Regions from separate parts of the Sus scrofa genome. Here all the other regions are linked to region 3. The links are chromatin contacts, called in public HiChIP or PLAC-seq and promoter capture Hi-C maps. All regions are on one chromosome and are shown on one strand. The core of a region is the stretch at or near the end of the contact, and the rest is flanking DNA. Distances in the headings are between cores, read along the strand shown. Region 1 holds the start of MEMO1 (mediator of cell motility 1). Region 2 holds the start of XDH (xanthine dehydrogenase). Region 3 holds the start of YPEL5 (protein yippee-like 5).

The links. Promoter capture Hi-C pulls out the DNA fragments that hold promoters and counts their contacts. HiChIP or PLAC-seq counts read pairs in DNA pulled down with a chosen protein or histone mark.
Region 1: a contact with region 3 is called in a promoter capture Hi-C map of liver, with 5 times the contacts expected there. The contact joins the promoter of MEMO1 here to the promoter of YPEL5 in region 3. A contact is called at or near these places in 1 of 5 promoter capture datasets (liver) and 1 of 47 Hi-C or Micro-C datasets (embryonic fibroblasts).
Region 2: an H3K27ac HiChIP or PLAC-seq map of alveolar macrophages shows a contact between it and region 3. The contact joins the promoter of XDH here to the promoter of YPEL5 in region 3. A contact is called at or near these places in 2 of 2 datasets of contacts at active chromatin or transcription factors (alveolar macrophages and skeletal muscle).

What each region holds. Positions count from the first base shown.
Region 1 is chr3:107,540,368-107,544,770 of Sscrofa11.1, forward strand. It overlaps MEMO1 (mediator of cell motility 1), which reads left to right and starts at 2,109. Exons shown (of 9, transcript NM_001244877.1): 1 at 2,109-2,558. The coding sequence starts at 2,498.
Region 2 is chr3:107,985,227-107,989,876 of Sscrofa11.1, forward strand. XDH (xanthine dehydrogenase) reads left to right here and starts at 1,970. Exons shown (of 36, transcript NM_001285974.1): 1 at 1,970-2,011. The coding sequence starts at 1,970.
Region 3 is chr3:109,193,610-109,198,518 of Sscrofa11.1, forward strand. YPEL5 (protein yippee-like 5) reads right to left here and starts at 3,034. Exons shown (of 3, transcript XM_003354871.4): 1 at 2,913-3,034.

The sequences.
Region 1 (4,403 bases), core at 859-3,358, 1.7 Mb before region 3:
ACACCATATCAATTTCCTTTTCTTGACAGTTACAATGAAAAGTTTATCATTTCAGCAGTTATCAGTGAGTTTTGGTGCTCCAGGAAGAGTACCGGGGAAATAGCTTCAGCTCTTCTTTTTCTCTAATCCCTAAATTGACTGTTTGCCCTGTGTGTGTGTGTGTGTGTGTGTGTGTAGCATAATATCCTAATATTTGGGCAGATTAGTGGTGAAGTGAAAGGGTCAAAAAGTGAATAAAGAGTTCCCTGATGACTCAGCGGGTTTCAGAGCCTGAGTTATCACCCCTGTGGGTCTGGTTGTTGCTGTGGCACAGGTTCAATCCCTGGCCCGGGAACTGCATGCCTCCAGCAAGGCCAGAAAAAAAAAAAAAAAAAAAAAAAAAAAGAACTATATAGATTGGAGATTTTTTCTTTTTAGCTTAAAAACAGTGTATAAAAAAGGTGTGAAAATCAGAAGTTCCACTGTTGACCAGGTTTTAGGACTGGCATCTTACACAAGATCCTTAGGCCTTAAAGTCGAAAAAGGTGGCAGGAGGGGTAGAAACAGGATACTACCTTAAAATAAAAAAGAAACAAAAACAAACTATTATTATGACACTAGGAAAATTTGAAAATTAAGCAGTCAGTTGTTTGCTTTGGACTCTGCTGGGGAATCTGTTTAATATGAAATTCAGATATAACAATTTTAAGGTTTAACCCCAAGTCTTTCATTGAGGGTATGAAACTTTCTTACTCTCTTCCTAGTTTTGTAAGTATTTCATAACAACATTTCCTCGGAGGTCAAAGGTATTCTACTTAGTTGTGATTCTTGTATAATTTTAAAGTCATTCTTTGTTCCTGATACTTAGGTGGAATATTGGGATTTAAAAGACAATGGAAGGTTAGGGAGTTCCCCTCGTGGCTCAGTGGTTAATGAATCCGACTAGGAACCATGAGGTTGTGGGTTCAATCCCTGGCCTCGCTCAGTGGGTTAAGGATCCAGCGTTGCTGTGAGTTGTGATGTAGGTCGCAGATGTGGCTGGGATCCTCCGTTGCTGTGGCTGTGGTGTAGGCCGTCGGCTACAGCTCCAGATAGACCCCTAGCCTGGGAACCTCCATACGCCGAGTGTGCGGCCATAGAAAAGACCAAAAGAAAAAAACAAACAAACAACAAAAAAGATAACGGGGGGTTGGAAATAATGTTTGTTGTATGACTACTCTATCAGACCCTTTACATTTATTGATTTTTATCCTGGGGACGCACCTTGAGTAGTGTTATGCCTATTTTAGAGATGAGAATAACTGAGGGCTGTTATATCACACTGCAGTCGTTACAGAGTTGAGACATGCAGTTACATAAATATAACTTGAAACAAGATAACCGTTTACGGTGTCAAAGCCATGGTTAGGTGGTAAAAGTGGCTCTCTGAAGCAAAAACTAGTATTTGCAGGATCACAGGCACACTACCATGCTCCTGCTTCTACAAATGCACTTCCCAACGTGGCCGCAGACACGCATGCCAAGGAGTGAAACCTTGCGGGGTAAGTATCCACTAAGGACTCCTGTTATGGTGGGGAAACCGGGGCGACTTTCCGCGTGGAGAGCTGCCTCTGCGTGTCCTCTGTGCTCTTCGTTTAAGGAAGTTGGCTGGGGGAGGGGGCTTGCCCTGCGGCTGCGTCCTGCTCCGCACGCCCTCCCCCTCCCAGCCTCTGCTGCCACTAAACCCCGGAGAGCGGAGCGTGCACGTTGAGAATCCTCGGCAGGCCTGGCCGCGGCTGCTGGGCATGCTCAGTGGGCAGGACTCGTTAGAGTGGCGAGTAAGGAAGCGTTGGCTCTTCTCCGGGTCTGCCTTCCCCGGTTCAGGCCCCGGCCCTGGGCTTTTGTGTGCGCGGAGCTGCAGCCGCCGCTGCCTCCTCGCGGGGCCGCCCGACCCCAGATGCCGTCTGGCCTGTCCGGTGTACGTCGTTAACCTCGCCGCGCGGCCGGAGGAGGAGCGGGGCGGGGCCGGCGGGCCCGCGGCCGGGCGGGCAGGAGGGCCCCGCTGGGGTAGGGGTGGGTGCGGGGAGTCCCGCGGGGGTGGGGGGAGGGGGCGGGCGCGGAGTCACGGGGGTGGGGTCACCGGCGTTGGCTCCGGGAGGCCGACCCGGAGGGGAGGGGGCCGTGGGGGCGGCTCGGCGGAACCTGCCCCGGCTGGGGAGCAGCGGCGACTCCGGGGGCCGGGGCCAGGGCTTTCCCGGCTTCGGTAAAGCCGCCGCGGGCCTCATCTTCCGGCGGTCGCCCGAGTTTGTGGTGATTGTTGCCGCCGCCGCCACCGCCCCGGCTGCCATCTCCTCCTCCTCCCGGCCGCCGCCTCCTCCTCTTCCTCCTCCTCCTGGGCCGGGCTGATCCCCTCCCCGCTGCCGCCTCCTCCTGGGCTGGGCCCGCGGTGTCTCGTCCCCTTGCGGAGCCGCTCCTGCCGCCGCCGCCGCCGCCGCCTCCTCATTCATCCTCGTGCACCATAGGCGGCACAGGCACCAAGATGTCCAACCGAGTGGTCTGCCGGGAAGCCAGTCACGCCGGGAGCTGGTACACAGCCTCAGGTAGGGCCCCAGGCCGGCCGGCCCGCCCGCCGCCGCTGCCGCCTGGCCCCGCGCCCGGCCGGCCGAGGTCGGCGGCTCGGCCCCGCGCGGCAGCGGGAGGGACCAGGGCGCGGACGGCCGCCGGCCGCGGACCGCGTGGGGAGGGAGCGGGCCGGAGGCGGGCCTCGCCGCCTCCCCCACCCGGGCGGCATCCCGCGGGGCAGCTCCGGGTCGGCCGGCCTCACGCTCTGCCCCGAGTTGGGCGAGAGGGGAGAGTTGCCGCCTGGGCAGCCTGCCCCCTCCCTCGGGACCAGGCTCGAGGAAAGAATGTGCTCCTGGTCCGAGCCTACTTATCGCCTCCCCCGGCTCTTGGGAAGCGGGCGGCGGGCCGCAGCCACCCCCGGCAGGACGGTTTGCACGGGGCCGAGCGACCCTCCGCCCTCCGGCCGCGGGAGGGACGCTCCTTCCTCTTCTCCCCTCTTCTTTCCTCTCCTCTCCGCCGGCGCTCCGAGCGTTGCCCGCGACCGGGGAGTTCTCAGGCTCCCGGGGCGCACGCCCGCTTCTGCCGGCCGGTGTCTGGCCAGGCGGTCTTGGCAGTTTAAAAGAGAGGCCGCATTTCCCCCTCAGCGTTCAGGTGCTCAGCCGGCTGGAGAAGAGCGAAGGGTAGTACTCGTTGGCGTTGCCAGACCAGAGGCAAGGTCTTGGCATGTGGGATCTGCGAGCAGAGGCCCTTTTCTGGGATTTGCAGCTCTGTCTGTTGGGGGTAGGGTAGAAGTATTACTAAGCAGAGGCTTGGGGTGGCCTCCCAGCTCTTTTGTCAGTGTTTTCATTGTTACTGTCATTCACGAAAGGGGCAGCTGGAGATGGCATCAGCACTTTTCCTGAGCAGCCTCTCCAGTCTCTAGTCGCTCAACACCGAGTAGGTGCTGGCACTACCTAATAACGCGTTGGGTCAGGTTTTGAGAGAGTTTATAGTCTTCTGTCGACACTGTCCAAAAACATTTTAGGGATCTTTATGTAAGAGAGAGTAGGGACTTTCCCTTTAATAAAGCTCTTGTTAGAACGACTGTTTTCTGGGGTTATTTTCAGGAGTCACATTTATGGTAAGTTGACAAAGTTGCACTGTGATTCCTGAGTTTTCAGTCATTTGCAGTTGGCCTGTCAATAACTAGACCCAGTTCTTTAATGCGGATGGGATCATGCTTCCTTTTGCAGTTAGCTGGGTTGGATAGTGACATGTTTTGTGAGAAAACAAAGATTTGGAGGAAAATTCATTTCTCTGAGGTTGCTAAACTCATTAAATACAAACACTTTACTGACTCACTGAATATTTGCTGTGTTAAGAAGATACAAAGAATTATGATGATATAGACTTGCAAGCTTAACAGGTAGCTATAGTTGTGCATTAAGCAGATGACTTTTAATAGTTACAGTGGCTTCCCTCATGGTCCTAAAGTACTTCATAAACATTTGATCAGTTCTCACAACCTTAGAATGTCAGTTAAGTTTTTCTTTTTCTGCTTATGGGGATGCTCCCAAGACTCTGTACAAACCAGTGAGTGGCTGAAGCGTGATGGAAGTCAGTGGCTCCTGGGTTTGTCCTCCAATCAGTGCATTATTAATATTAAAATTATCAATGAATAATAGTCTTTTCAGGGTTGTAAATCACTAAGCTTTTTTTTGTGCATTGTGTTTTGAAGCGTTAAAGTCTCAGTTTTCACTTTCATGGCCATCCTTTGGTTAATTTGTTTTTGTTTTCTGTACTTTTCAAAAGTGTTTTAAACTTTTTTGTGGTTTGAATTGAAATGTGGGCAAATGATTCTGGAGGAATTTTTATAGGTTCTTGAACATTCTTTGTCTAGTAAA
Region 2 (4,650 bases), core at 720-3,219, 1.2 Mb before region 3:
ATTATTATTTTCTTTCTTTATAGGCCACAAGTGTGGCGTATGGAGGTTCCCAGGCCAGGGGTTGAATTGGAGCTGCAGCTGCCAGCCTACACCACAGCCACAGCAACACCAGATCTGAGCCTCATCTGCAACCTACACCACAGCTCGCAGCAATGCCAGATCCTTAACCCACTGAGCAAGGCCAGGGAACAAACCCACGTCTTTGTGGATGCTAGTCAGGTTCACTTCTGCTGAGCCACAACAGGAGCTCCAAGGATGTATGTTTTAAAAATAAATATTAATTCTACACTTGTGCTACTACTCTTTTGATGGTAAGTCTCCTTTCCCAGGTGCCAGGGCTTTACTGACTCTCTGTGTAGGTGCTGATCTTTTTTTTTTGAAATGATGAAGAAATGTATTCCTCTCATGTTAGATGTATTTTTTTCTGACAAGCTATAAAACTGTGCTGAAAACCATGCTTCTCCGGAAGAGTTTTTCAGAGCTATCAGACTGTTTTCTGGATTATAGTTCTCAGTTTGACTCAAACAAAACTCTCCAGTATTATTATTATAAATGATTATTGATGACTTTTGTCACCAAAGCATATCCCCAGACATTGCTAAAAGGCTTCTAGGATGGGCTTCCACCTGTCCAGTTAAGAATGACTGTTTCATGCTGACCAGTCATGCTAGTTTGCCCAGGACTGAGGGATTTACAGGAATTTAGTGCTAAAACCAAGCTATCCGGGGACAAACTGGGATGATTAGTCTCCCTACAACTAGGGTTTCATCTCCTGCTTAGATAAAGGCTGTTGTGGTGAGGGGTGTTGTGTTGAAAACATGGTGGTTGTCCTGGCAATCTTCAGTTTCTCCAAGTTATTTTGGTACCAAGTACACCTGCCCAGTACTGCTCTCTTCCTCCCTCATAGCCCTACTCCAGAGAGGCTAGCTGAGTAGAAGACGACCAGAGGGGTGTGTGGGTGTGTGGGTGTTGGGAGGGGCAGTTGGGTGCTGGACTTGATAGCCCATTGGTGCCGTCTGAGTGGGTGATATACGTGTGTGTTTATACCAGGAGTTAATGGGAACTGGATTGGGGAAGGTTTTCAGCTCTGTATTAATTTGGCCTATGGTTATGGGAGGTGCACATTTTACTTGTTACAGTATTTTGAAATATTTTTTGAGTTAGGCTGACAATTCAATCAAGGGCATTTCCCTGACAGAAATGAAAGGAAAACGTCACAGATGTTTTATTATCAGGATTATTTTTTTTTGTGCTGTTGAGAATGCATTTGTAATAATAATACAAGTTTGGTTGTTTGCAAATTTACAAAGCATTTCCAAAATACAGCCCTTTTGCTCTTGGTGTCATTCATTTGCCCATTTGCAGGATGAAAATCAGTGAGTTCTGAAAGTGGTAAGTGACCTGCTGAGGTCAGAGGCCAGATTTTATATCTGATCTGTATCTTGTAACTCCATATTTCTCCAGGCTGCGGGGAAAAGAGTCCTGCATGGAAGTGCTGAGTGTGGGTCGCAGTAAACCTAAATGGTAAAATGACAAGTGTGGACGCGGAGGGTGTGAATCACCTCTATTGCTGAGACTGTGACTGTGACCATGCCCCTCCCCCCTGGGTCTTCAGCAAGTGGGGGGATGAAGCAGTTCTGTGAGGCTTGTGACTGAGACCCACGGTCCCCTGGCATCAAGGCATCCCCCTGCTGATATTGGCCCGTGGTTTCCTCTGTGCTCTTTGATGTAAGTGTCGGGGGCGTGATGTGCTGTGTATGATTGTTTGCATTTTCCTTGATTATGTAAACTGGTGGCTTTGCCAGGAACTCTCTGTGCCCCGAAGCTCTAAGCTGGGTCCCTGCCATTGGCTGACTTCATTCCATTTTATTGGGAGGCGTATTTTTCAAGTGGCAGAGCAGTGATAACTGGCAGTGACTCTTGGGCGTGAGGCACCTGCAGTTCAGGGGACCCCCCCCAACTCATGACAATGACAGCAGATGAGTTGGTTTTCTTTGTGAATGGCAAAAAGGTAAGCAGCAGCTGAGCATTCCTCTGGTTTCCCTGCTCCCTGGGAGGGATGTGTATCCTTTGGAAAAGGCTCCTTCTTGTTCTCTCTCTCTGTGTTCTCCCTTACTTGTTCGCCTTTTTCTCTCTTCCTTTGGAGCTGTGCTACATCTGGGATAATCTTGGGGAAGCGGACCTTCTTAGTGCTAGAACGCAGTCAAGATATTCATGGGGCAAAGGAGTGATGGGGAGGGAAGCAAGAAGAAACATGTCAAGGTGTCTCTGAGCTCCACTTGTGCCACCCTGCCCCTTTTGCAGTAGTAGAGACACTGGCATGAAGCTGAGAAAGGTGGGCAGGGTTCTAGGTAAGACTGGAGGTCACCCACTGCACCTCTCTTTCTGTGTTTAGGCAAATGTATCTTAAGGCTTTTGTTGCTTTCTTTACTGAGAAAAGGAGCAGGAATGTGTTTTTTTGCTAATGTGAAAGTATGAGATGTACTCAGCATTGATTCTTTAAAAATTTTTTTTATTAAAGTATAGTTGATATACATTGTTGTTTCAATTTCTGCTATATAGCAAAGTAACCCAGTCATATATGTGTTATATATATATATACGTGTGTGTGTATGAGTATATATATATATATATATATATATATATATATATATATATTCTTTTTTTCATATTATCTCCCATTATGTTCTATCACGAGAGACTGGATATATTTCCCTGTGCTGTACAGTAGAATCTTATTGCTTATCCATTCTAAATGTAATAGTTTGCATCTACTAACCCAAATTCCTGTCCATCACATAGCTTTTTTTTTTTTTTTACATATATATGTATTTTCTTTTTCTCACTTTATGCTCTACCATGTTCCATTACAAGTGACTGGATGTAGTTCCCTGTGCTATACATTAGGATCTCATGGCTTATCCACTCCAAATGCAATAGTTTGTATCTATTAACCCCAGATTCCCAGTCCATCCCATTCCCTCCCTCTCCTCCTCGCCCTCCCCCTTGGCAACCACAAATCTGTTCTCCAAGTCCATGAGTTTCTTTTCTGCAGAAACGTTCATTTGTGCCATATATTAGATTCCAGATTTAAGTGATTTCCTATGGCATTTGTCTTTATCTTTCTGACTTACTTCACTTAGTAGGAGAGTCTCTAGTTCCATCCATGTTGCTGCAGATGGGATTATGTCATTCTTTTTTATGGCTGAGTAGTATTCCATTGTGTATATATACCACTTCTTCTTAATCCATTCATCTGTTGATGGACATTTAGGTTGTTTCCATGTCTTGGCTCTTGTGAATAGCGCTCAATGAATATGTGGGTGCATGTGTCTTTTTCAAGGAAAGTTTTGTCCAGATATATGCCCAAGAGTGGGATTGCTGGGTCATATGGTAGTTCTACATTTAGTTTTATGAGTTACCTCCATACTGTTTTCCATAGTGGTTGTATCAGCTTGCATTCCCATCAACAGCGCAGGAGGGTTCCCTTTTCTCCACACCCCTTCCAGCATTTGTTATTTGTGGACTTATTAATGGCCATTCTGACTGGTGTTAAGTGTTATCTCATGGTGTTTTGATTTGCACTTCTCTAATAATCAGGGATGTTGAGCATTTCTTCATGTGCTTATTGGCCATCTGCGTATCTTCTTTGGAGAAATGTCCATTCAGGTCTTTTGCCCATTTTTCAATTGGGTTGTTGGTTTTTTTGCTGTTGAGTTGTATAAGTTGTTTATATATTTTAGACATCAAGCCCTTATCAGTTGCATCATTTGAAACAATTTTCTCCCATTCCGTAGGTTGGTCTTTTTGGTTTTTTGTTTTATGGTTTTCTTTGCTGTGCTTTGATTCTGATGTTTCATCAGCAGAAATGGAACAGCTATCTTGTGTGAGGATGTATACTGACATCTTGTGGCAAGCTACAATTTTTGTCTCATAAAGGGCATGTTTTTGCCACCCCACATTTAGTTGTGCATATAAATATTACAAATCTCTTTGATAAAAATTGTCCACTTGGATTAACTTCACTGGTACACAGGGACCTAGGGAAGGTGGGGATGGGGTGGGGCAGAGGAAGTCTTATGACCTGGGTACCAGTCCTGGTGGCACTGGAAGGGAGAGAATCTTTGCAAATGTTAAGGCCAGTGCAGGGAGGGTGGGTGCAAGTACATGACACCATCACCCTCGCCCTCTTGCCCTCCCTACACCACTGCTGAGGTGCTTGCGTCTGCTTTAGCTCCCCACTTGGGAATGAAAGGGACAGGAAAAGGGTAGCTGCAGTGGCACTTTGTGAACAGCTATGTGGACAATGTGACTGATGATTGTACCCACTCATCAAAGAGCAGGTTTATTGGTTTTGCAATATTGGCACTTATGAGTTGAGAAACTGGGTGGCTTTGGAAACAAGAACTAAAATGTGCTTCATAGGACGTCTGGTGCTTCATAGGATGTCTGGTGCATTGTCAGTGTGTGTTTGGCTGGCTAGCAGGGGAATTCCATGAGCCATTGCAACATGGATGCTTCCAGGACTGCTGGATTCAGTTTGAGTGGCATCACTGGTGACACTAGGGGAGGGGGCCAGCCATGCTCTTCCTGGTGCAGGGTTATCTCTCTGTGCCAACTTCCTCTCAGGATTGGCCTCTGGCAGCAAGC
Region 3 (4,909 bases), core at 1,784-4,283:
TTGTTGTGATGCAATGCACCATGAGTCAAAAAAGCCTCTAATTGGATGGACTGGAATATAATTTAACTGTCTGGTTTCCTGATTCAGGTGTCAAGTAGCCAAGTTTAATGTCACAGGTAAGGTTCAGTTCCTACACTTCCCAGCATTACTACACAGGATTACCAGAGAAACTGATATTGGTTTATATGGCCATTGAGGCACTATGAAGCCTAAAATGATACTCTGGGCAGGATTATACTTAGGAGGAATATCTTCACTTCTCAATATTTAGGAGCTGCTTCCATGGAGTCCTTTTTTTTTTTTTTTTGGAGGGCAGTGGCTAGTTTAAGCTCTTGTTTTTAGACTTAATTTTGGCCTATTTCCCTTCCTTTTTGTCCTTTCTCTTTCTCTCCTACCACTTATGTAGAGAAAAAGAAAACTAAGACAACTAAGTCTAGGGAAAAGTCCTCAATGATCCAACCAGTTATTTTAGAAGTAGCCACATGTAGGCGTTCCTGTTGTGGCTCAGTGGTTAAGGAATCCAACTAGGAACCATGAGGTTGCAGGTTTGACCCCTGGCCTTGCTCAGTGGGTTAAGGATCTGGCATTGCGGTGAGCTGTGGTATAGGTTGCAGATGCGGCTCGGATCCAGAGTTGCTGTGGCTCTGGTGTAGGCCAGCGGCTACAGCTCTGATTTGACCCCTAGCCTGGGAACCTCCATATGCCTCAGGAGCGGCCCAATAAACGGCAAAAAGACAAAAAAAAAAAAAAAAAAAAAAAAAAAAAAAAAGAAAGAAAAGAAATAGCCACATGTATTTCACTAGCCATTTTAGAAAAGTGGATAAAATCCAATTTGTCTCCCTGTATAAAGTTAAATAATTTACTTAGCATATTTCTTCAACACGTTCTCCTACAGATAAGACAGCTGCCAGAGATCAACTTGAAGGGGGAAAAAAAAGAAAAAGGCCAACCAGTAGACCCCTCTTGAGCACTGAGCTGGAAGAGAATGTGATAAAAGTAGCTTTCAGTCCTTTCCAAGGAGCATGATATTTTACCTGGTATTCCAGTACAAACCCAGAAAGAGAATGGAAAATATTTTGTGTGCCAAATTCCACAAGCTCCACCTTCTCACTGTTTGTAAAGGTTCCAGGACTTCCGCCCACCAGCCCCTGTCGGCCTAATAGCAACCCAAAGCTTCTTCATTTTCTAGGTCTAATCAATACCAATCCACTCTAGAATGCTTCCTACTTCACTTACTCATTTCTCACTGCCCCACTTCTGGATTCTTACAACACTCATTTGATAACTTACTCGTATTTAACACTGTAATGTTACCTAAATTTATTTGCCTATACCTGTTTACTAAAAACTGTAAGCTTCTAGAGAAGAGACAGTAAATTCTTTGCAATTTCCTTCTTATCTAACACAGCACAAGTATGCAATAAACTCAGAGGAAAAGACTCCACCAAGACACTTCACATCTGCCACAAATATGTACCCTGGACACACTTCACACATTTTGGTCCGTCTTTGTTGGGACACAGCTGCAATACTGTACGCGCGAAGTTAGCTAATATCCTATTACCCCTAGTTACTGCACTAGCGAGTCTAATTTTCCAAAAACACAAGGTTAGCTTGAGGTTACTTCAGGTTTTCCATCTGTCAAGGAGACCTGGAATAAAAATCCTCAGATTACTAACGGTACTCTGTAAACAGAAAAAGTTTAAAAATAAATGAGGTGTAAACCTTCCCAGACTCTCCCTGGAAGGCGAGATTAACAGCTCTTGAAATTAAACAGATCTTTGTAATATTTCAGTTTTCTAATTCCCTGTCCGGAATTTTCATTGTCCTACCTACCTACATAGGAGTGCAGAATAAAGGGGTGGCCAGAGCGGGCCTACCGCCCCACCAGCTAGGAAAGTAGGAAGGCGGCTCGCCGCGGAGCAGCAGGGGGCTGCGGTCTGCTGCGCGACCCCCGCCCCGGGGGCGCTCCGCCGCAGCCGCCCAGGCCCCGCCGCCCCGGCTGGCCCCAGCTGATTGCGGGCACGTGACGCCGCGGGCCAATCGGGAGGGGCCGGGGCCGAGCGCGGCGCGGTGCGGCCTCCTCCGGCACAACAAACACTGGCCGGAAACAGCTGAGCGGGCGGCCCCGAGGCCCCGGACGCCCGATTGCTGCCCAACAGTCGTGCCACGCCCTCCTTCAAGCGGGCGGGGGCCCCCTCCCTCTGCCCAGGGGTCTGCTGGGGTGCAGTGGGGCAGGTGGCGACATCCACCCTCCGCAAACAAAAGCCAACACCTCCCTTCGCCCGTAGCAAGTGCCAGCTGGCGGGGGATGTGGGCCTTTTGAAGGACGGGCGTAATCTCGGCCGCACATCTCGCAGTTGAGATCGGACTTCACTTCATAGCAGCAGACACGGGCCTCTCGGACGACAGTGGCGGCTGGGGGCCTGGGGCGCGTCCCCGACACTGCGGCGGGGACGCGGCCCGTGGGGGCGGGGCAGCCGAGGCGGCGGGGTCTGCGGCCCAACTGCCCGCGGAGGGGGCGCCGGAGGCCTGGGCTGCGACCGGGAGGGCCTCTGAGGCAGCGCCGGGGCGGGAGGACACGGGCGCTGAGCAGGGGGTCGCGGCTGTTGGGGTCACGCCAGTCGCCCTGGTTGCGCGGCGGGGGCGGGCCAACCGCGGCCGCCGCGCCTGGGCCTCACAAAGAGGAAACAGGCCAGCTCGTCAGCCCGCAGCCCAGCCACCCGCGCCAGCCCAGAGGGGCGGGGGTCGGCCGCGCTGGGACCCCGGGGGTGAAGGCAGCCAGGCAAGGATACTTCCTGCATGGGCCCCCCCCGCCTCGGGCCGATCCCTCAGTGCTTCCAAGCCGCCCACCCGGAGGAGGGTCTCGCCCCCACCCAGCCCAGAACCCAGCCCCCGACCGGTGCACTCACCCCGAGCTGCTGTGAGATCCGCCGGTACCTACGGCTCTTCGCTCCTCAGCTGAGATGAAGCCCCTCAGCCACCCGTCTCCAGGTTTGGTCAGGCCCTGGCCTTGGCCCCGCCTCTCCCTGGTAGGGCCTCACCGTCAATCACCAGTCGTAGCTCCGCCTCTCGAACAGTCGGCTCTCCTGGTTGGCCCAGAACGCCCTTCATTCCGAGGCCCCTCCCTTTCTATGGGCCCCGCCCCTTCTGGGTTTCACCCTCCCCCACTCACTCCCTGGTTTGCTTCTTGGCCCACCCCCCCCAGAAGGCGCAGATCCCTGGCTAACTCCCGGCAACTCGCTCCGCCCCTGACCCAACATCCTGGACTCGTACAGCCAATCAAATGGACTAACTCGGCCCCCTCTCTCGAGGTGGCCAATGTGGAGAGACCTAGGATCCACCCCCTTCCCAGCTGAGAGCACACAACACAGCATCCACGTGAGTCAGCTTCTTAAAGGCGACTGCTCAGCCTTTCTAATTGCAGCACCTGTGAGACAGCGTCACCAGGTGGTGTCTAGGGCCTAGTTTCCTGAGGCCCACTGATGAGAAATGAAAACCAACAGGCTGTTTTTGTAGGCAAGACAGGTGCCTAAAATGGACCCTGTAATTCATTTTTTTGAGATTGTTTACTATTGACCTGCCTTATAGTGGGCCACCTTTTATTTACAAACCTCAAACCCTTTGGGACTGGGCATATAGAATTCTTGAAGAAAGGATTTTATTTACAATTCCCTGAGTTCGTTCTTGATAGTGGAAGTCATTATCAAAAAGTTGAGAAAATTCGGAGTTCCCATTGTGGTGCAGTGGAAACGGACTAGAAACCATGAGGTTGCGGGTTCGATCCCTGGTCTCCTTCAGTGGGTTAAGGATCCGGCGTTGCTGGGAGCTGTGGTGGAGGTTGGCAGCTGTAGCTCTGATTGGACCCCTAGCCTGGGAACCTCCATATGCCGTGGATGCGGCCGAAAAAAAAAAAAAAAAAGGTAGAAAATTCAGTCTTTCTACAAGATTTTTCTTTGCCTCAGAGTCTGAGATTTGTTTGTTGAAAAGGGTAACTACTCCCTTAATCTTCATCAACACTTAAGATGGAAGGTTTTGTGTTTCATTAAATTAGAATTTCCCAGGTAATTACATTAATGGTCTTTCGATGACCTGCAGGATAAAGTAATGGTCGAGGATGCCTGTTTCTCCGGTAAAAAAGACTAATATTTGAGACTAATCTGCCAGGTGCTTAAAGCTATCTAGCAGGACAGAAGTTTTGAAGGCAAATCCTAACATTCGACTCCTCACCAAACCCAAACTATTTTCATTCAGTTCAGATAAAAACCTGAACATTAAAGGTAAAAGAACCTTTTTTTTTTCTTTTTTTTTTTTTGGTGTTTTTAGGGCTGTAGCCATGGCATTTGGAGATTCCCAGGCTAGGGGTCGAATTGGAGCTGTAGCTGCCAGCTTATACCACAGCCACAGCAACACCAGGTCCCAGAGTCTGCAACCTACACCATAGCTCACAGCAATGCCAGATCCTTAACCCACTGAGTGAGGCCAGGGATCAAACCTGCAACTTCATGGATCCTAGTCAGATTCCTTAACCGCTGAGCCACAAAGGGAATTCCCTGCTTTTCTATTTTTAAAGTTACTTTTTTTGCTCAATATGTTGTAGCCATCCTTCCATGTCAATATATCATTTATCTACAAATTTGCCTTTGTCTCCATAGTTTTTCATAGTAGGACTTCATCCTGTATAAAACATTATTTTTTCTACTGACAAATACATAGGTTGCATTCAATCTTTTCCTATTAATTTTTAAAAAAAAAACATGTGTTCATTGATAAAATATTGGTCAAGTATTTCTGAATGTAATCATTTGAAAAGGGCATACAGGAGTTCCTCCTGGTGCGACGGGATCGGCAGTGTCTTGGGAGCGCTGGGACACAGGTTCGATCCCTGGCCTGGCACAGTGGGTTAAGG